2 separate regions of the Muntiacus reevesi genome follow, and region 1 is linked to region 2. A link is a contact called in public Hi-C data. All regions are on one chromosome and are shown on one strand. Each heading gives the region's core, a stretch centred on a gene start, on an enhancer-like site or on the middle of the called end of the contact. The rest is flanking DNA. Distances are from core to core; before and after follow the strand shown. Region 1 holds the start of HMGN5 (high mobility group nucleosome binding domain 5). Region 2 holds the start of BRWD3 (bromodomain and WD repeat domain containing 3).

Evidence for each region. A called contact is a pair of places that touch in the nucleus more often than the background predicts.
Region 1: a Hi-C map of muscle shows a contact between it and region 2, with 6 times the contacts expected there. The contact joins the promoter of HMGN5 here to the promoter of BRWD3 in region 2. A contact is called at or near these places in 2 of 3 Hi-C or Micro-C datasets (blood and muscle).

Annotation. Positions count from the first base shown.
Region 1 is chrX:71,859,084-71,861,783 of mMunRee1.1, forward strand. HMGN5 (high mobility group nucleosome binding domain 5) reads right to left here and starts at 1,444. Exons shown (of 6, transcript XM_065915449.1): 1 at 1,309-1,444. The coding sequence starts at 1,323.
Region 2 is chrX:71,650,408-71,653,107 of mMunRee1.1, forward strand. BRWD3 (bromodomain and WD repeat domain containing 3) reads right to left here and starts at 1,419. Exons shown (of 41, transcript XM_065916561.1): 1 at 1,211-1,419; 2 at 1,025-1,083; 3 at 792-821; 4 at 322-381. The coding sequence starts at 1,241.

The DNA of each region.
Region 1 (2,700 bases), core at 194-2,693, 210 kb after region 2:
TCTCCAAGTTCTGCAGACAAGAACTACAATCCCCACAATGCTTTGCGGCGGCGGGGGGTGGGGGTTACCTCTTTGTTAAAACGTCAGCGCGTTTTATTGAGAAGCCGGCTGCGGATTTTAAAACTTCCCGCCACTACCTGCTACAAGGTTGCTGTCAGCTCTGTAAAATCGCAAGATCCATTGCACAAGCCTAGAAAAGCGTAGCGGCGGGAATCACAGGAAGGGGGTTGGTGATTAGAAACCATTGCTTTCTGTCCTTTTAGACTGGGAATTACTAAGCTATCGCACGAGTCATACAGCCTCAGAGCACTGTGGAATTTCAGTCTTATTCCTATTTCTAAAAATAGGGAAGACAAACGAATAGAGAGGAATAATACTTAAAAAAAAAATCATAACGCCTTACCTTAGCACAGTATTTTACGATTTTATCAAGCAACGAAACAGCGATCGATTTCACTTCTAAGGGACCCGCCTCCCCAACAAACAAACAAACAGGTCAACACTGAGTGTGAATTTCTTTCTTGTCTAAGAGAGGAGTCATGATTTTTTAAGTGAGGGTTTGCAGGAGACCAGTAGCCCTTGAATAGCTCATATCAATTCTTTGTGTCTAAAGTGAGCAAATCCACGCTACCCCAAGATCAGCAATAGTTTATCTGACGCATTTCTCTTATCATTCTTCCACCTTTAGACAGTGAGCTTGGAGAGTCTCAGACCTCTCCGGCCTAAAGTCGCTATTACAGCGGTGAATCTCTACCTCCTCCAGGACAGTTTGAAGTCTGCGCCGCCTAATGGCACAGGATTACCACTGCAAAGCCCTCTGGCTTGACAAGAAGTGGAGGAGGGAAAAAAAAAAAGAAAGAAAAAGAAAACGGGAAGAACAAAGGCAAATAATTACGGGAGAAAGCCATGGCCTTCGTACCCCAAAACGGGACGGTTCCCGGAGGAAAGCTGGAGGCTGAGGAGGAAATTAGTGCCTGAAAGTGTGGTTGGGAGGAGTTCTCCAATAGGGTAAGCGGAGGAACGGGGGTGGGGTAGGAAGCGACAGCACAGCGCTATGGCTGTTTGTAAGTCAGCATGGAGACACCTCTCAAGCGATTCTTTTCCTTAAACAAAACACGCCAAAAGTGAACTACCAGTTGCGTGAAAGACTATCCTCAACCTTATACTAACCGATATTTGCCCTTCCCTCCCCTTAGGCACCTCACAAAATCGAACTAGAAGCCAAAATGCTTTTTAAAAAAGTCTCTGCCGATTAGGAAATATGTATTTCAGTCGCTAATACCCCTTCTATCTTCCTATTTCACTTACCTTTCTTTTGGGCATTGTTGCAGCTCTCTATAGGAGATCTTAGCAGTCAGCAGAAAAAAAGCCGAAAGCAGTCTCTACACGACCGCTCAGAGAGCAACTGAGTTTTCAATGAACTAATTAAAGTACGACCTGTACTTGCCTTCAAAAAAAAAAAAAAAAAAAAACTCTCGTTATTGGCAACATTAAACGCACCAAGACACAACCGAACTACGTGAATGGTTAGCAGGAGTGGGAGCCAAATTGGAGTGACAGGCTGTCAGACCAATCAGGGGAGTGACAAGCCAAGGGGGCGTGGCCTACGGACTCCTGGAGCCCTCGAAGGCTGCCTGCTCCGACTGCTGGTGGGGTAGAGGAGCACCTTGACTTAGTGGACACAAAGGGCTGAAGCATAAAACCGTCGGGAAAGCTGGGGTTGTCCTTATCGGTTCTCTTTTCTTTTTTTCCTTTATGTAGTAATAACAGGAGAAAGTCACTGCACTTGCTTTCTCCACGGTCTCCAAAAGCTTCTTCCTGGAAGGAAAGTGCTTTTCAGATAGGACTGGGCCTAGGCTCCAATCTTTCCATTCTACCTTTGGCAGGAGGATGTAGATGACATGAGAGGAGTACTCGTTTAGAAAGTAGAAAAGAGTGGAGCTGTTTCTCAGGATGTGGGGACTTTGCGCCACACCAGAATTGTGGTCCTGGCAGGATCAGGGTGCCAAAATGGGGCATCTTTCGCAGATGAAGAGCCTCAAAACTTGAAACTGTAAGAGCAAGAGGAACCTGAAGGTGGGGACATCTGATAGATGCCATTATCCCACTTGGTGGGAGTTCATCAAGAATTTAATGGGACTCTGTGTGAGGTAATAACACAGGACTATCTAGAGGAAAAAGGTTAATACAATGGATTATGAATCCAAAGGTGGCATTTGGTGAAGGAACTCGGAAAGACACCATACATGAAAGTATTTAGGGCACAGAGCCTGGACTAGGATAAAGCAATTAAAGCACTCACTTCTGGTGCAAATTTAAGGATGCACCCCAGACTCAGGAGATTAGGATGAGGCCATTGAGGTGAATTATGCAAGTGTAGAGTGGTTGTGTTCTAAGTCGTTTCAGTCATGTCCGACTCTTTCCAACCCTGTGAACTGTAGCCCGCCAGGCTTCTCTGTCCATGGGATTCTCCAGGCAAGAATACTGGAGTGGATTCCCATGGTCTTCTCCAAGGGATCTTCCTGACCCAGGGATGTAGCCTGCATTGGGAGGCGAGTTCTTTACCACTAGCGCCACTTGGGAAGGCCCGCAAGTGTAAGGTAGGATCTTGTTTTTATTTAAAATTGATATTTTGTTTATCAATGGACTTTTAAAAAATCTTTAATTAGCTCTTTAAAGTAGTGTATTAAACATTTATCT
Region 2 (2,700 bases), core at 169-2,668:
AAGATAACCCCCGGGTTTCTCTCCTTTTTCCCCCTACAATGGGCCTTTCCTGATGTTTGTAACATATTTATAAACCACAATAGGGCATCTCTGATAACCAACTCACATTCTTCAAAGTTTTCGGGTGGAAACAAACGAGGCCAAGGGGAGGGCAAGATACCCTTTCTCCGACCGCCAAGAGGGGGGAAGGGACGTTCGTCGGCTCAGCACGGAGCTCTAGAGCCGCGTCGGCTGAGGGGTCGGGGGTAGGTTGGGGGTACAAGGTGGTGGAAAGGGAGTGAAGAAAGAGTTAGGTTGAGTTGAAATGAAAACTCTACTCACCAGATCCTCGAAGCTTCTTCGGTGCTCTCTCCCCTCCCAGTCTAGGCGGCGCGGAATAAGCTGGGGGCCGGCAAAAAGAAAGGGTGGAGGGGGCAACGATAAAGGCCAAGCCTCTGCTCCGCATCAACGCGACCCAGCTTGGGTCCGGGTCCTCGACCCTTGGCGTCTTTATTTCTCTGGCATGATAGCTGTTGTCTCAGAGCTAGACGAGTGTGTGGGGGGAGGGGGGGAAGGCCGAGGAGGAGGAAATCCTGAAAAACCACCTCCCACAGGCATAAAATGGGGTGAGTTAGGACCCCAGAGATATCCGCCCCCTTTGAGGGAAGGAGCCGGTTCACCCCTGTAGCAACAGCTCTGAGTGCCCAAATCCAAGGCTCCCTCCCAGCCCTTGCCCTCCGCCCCTTACTTGCCCTCCCCTTCCTCCAGTCTCACCCAAACCCTACCCACCTCTTCTCGATGGGGCTACGTACCTGATGCTCCTCGAGTTCCTGCACTAGCACCTGAGCAAAAGGAAAACACGGATTATGACGAGCAGCTCGGGCCATCACCCATTCCTCCCTCCCCAATTCGAACCCAGCCGTTGGCTGTAGAGCTACTCAAGGCCGGCCTTTACCTCAGCCACAACGAAACCGCACACTCTGCTGCCTCGATTTCCCCATTGGGACCATTCCCCAAGACTCCCAGATCTCCTTCCCCTTCTCACCTGAGCGGATTTGTTGCAGGGTCCGGATTGCAAGAATCTAGCGATCAGGTAATAGAGCTCTGAGGAAGAGGGGGGGGGGGGGAGAGGTTGAGAGGGAGGCAAAGAGAAATAGACGCTTTTTCAAAAGAAACTGACAGCCGCCGCGCTAAGCCCCCATACTCTTAACCCCCGGACACAGCCACCCACCGGCTTCAATCTGGGTAGGTGCCGCCGCCATCCTTTTCCTGAGGGGGTTTGGGGGCTTCGCTCCAGAGGGGCTGGCGGGGGAGAGTGGGGGCGCTGTCTCTATTGTGGTGAAGCCCCCATGCCCAGGAGTCCCGCCGTTTCCGCCGCACTCCGCGTCCCAGTTTCGGTCTTTCTCGGATTCATCGCATCACGTTTCGACCCATAGATATTCTAGCTCTAGAGCTGAGGAGGCGGAGGAGGAAGGAGAGCAAGAGAGAGAAGAGGAGGGAGGAGCCGAAGTGGCGGAGGGGTGGGCGGGGGCAAAGGGGGTGGAGAGAGGGGAGGGTAAAAACTGTAAGAGGTAACTGCTGCGCTCGTTGTTCGCCGCCAGGGGCACTAACGCAGCCGCCAGTCCTCCTCTCTGCTAGACGTCCACGGTTGCCTAGCTACTACTCCCAGAAGGAAGGGGAGGTGCTAACTGATGGCCGACGCTCTGGCAGCCGCCGCAGAACTCGGTGGTGACGTTCCCTTCCGCGAGCTTCTGAATCCTTTGCCCTTCCTGTGAGAGCAGTCAGGTCTTTTCCTGTTAAGGACTTTTCCCTTTGGCTTTGTGATGAGGGACTTGTGAGGAGCCAACTTGACTCAGCGTCTTTCTTAGATTTCCTCACGGCACCAAAGAGGCTTTATTTTTTTTACCTCTCTTCCACCGAAAGGAGGTTAGCCGCTAAAGTGTCTTGTGACTGAGAAAGAAAAGGATCTCCTACTTCGTGGTCACTTGTTTTTTCTTTAAAATGATTTTTGTACCGGATGAAAATCCTGTGTAGTTAGCAGTCCAGAGGGCAGGGCTCTTATTGTTACAAAGAAAGAGCAGCTATCAAATGTCCCCGGATTCTGATAAATATTTCAGGAAGAATTTGCTGTCAGACATGAAACATTTTATTTTTCCACTTCTGAATGTTTCAGTTCAGTTCAGTTCAGTTCAGTCGCTAAGTCCTGTCTGACTTTTTGCGACCCCATGAACCACAGCACGCCAGGCCTCCCTACCAATCACCAACTCCCAGAGTTTACCAAACTCACGTCCATTGAGTCGGTGATGCCATCCAACCATCTCATCCTCTGTCATCCCCATCCACTCCTGCCCTCAATCTTTCCCAGTATCAGGGTGTTTTCCAATGAGTCAGCTCTTCGCATAAGGTGGCCAAAGTATTGGAGTCTCAGCTTCAACATCAGTCCTTCCAATGAACACCCAGGACTGATCTCCTTTAGGATGGACTGGTTGGATCTCCTTGCAGTCCAAGGGACTCTCAAGAGTCTTCTCCAACACCACAGTTCAAAAGCATCAAATCTGCGCTCAGCCTTCTTTATAGTCCAACTCTCACATCCATACATGACCACTGGAAAAACCGTAGCCTTGACTAGACGGACTTTTGTTGGCAAAGTAATGTCTCTGCTTTTTAATATGCTATCTAAGTTGGTCATAACTTTCCTTCCAAGGAGTAAGCATCTTTTAA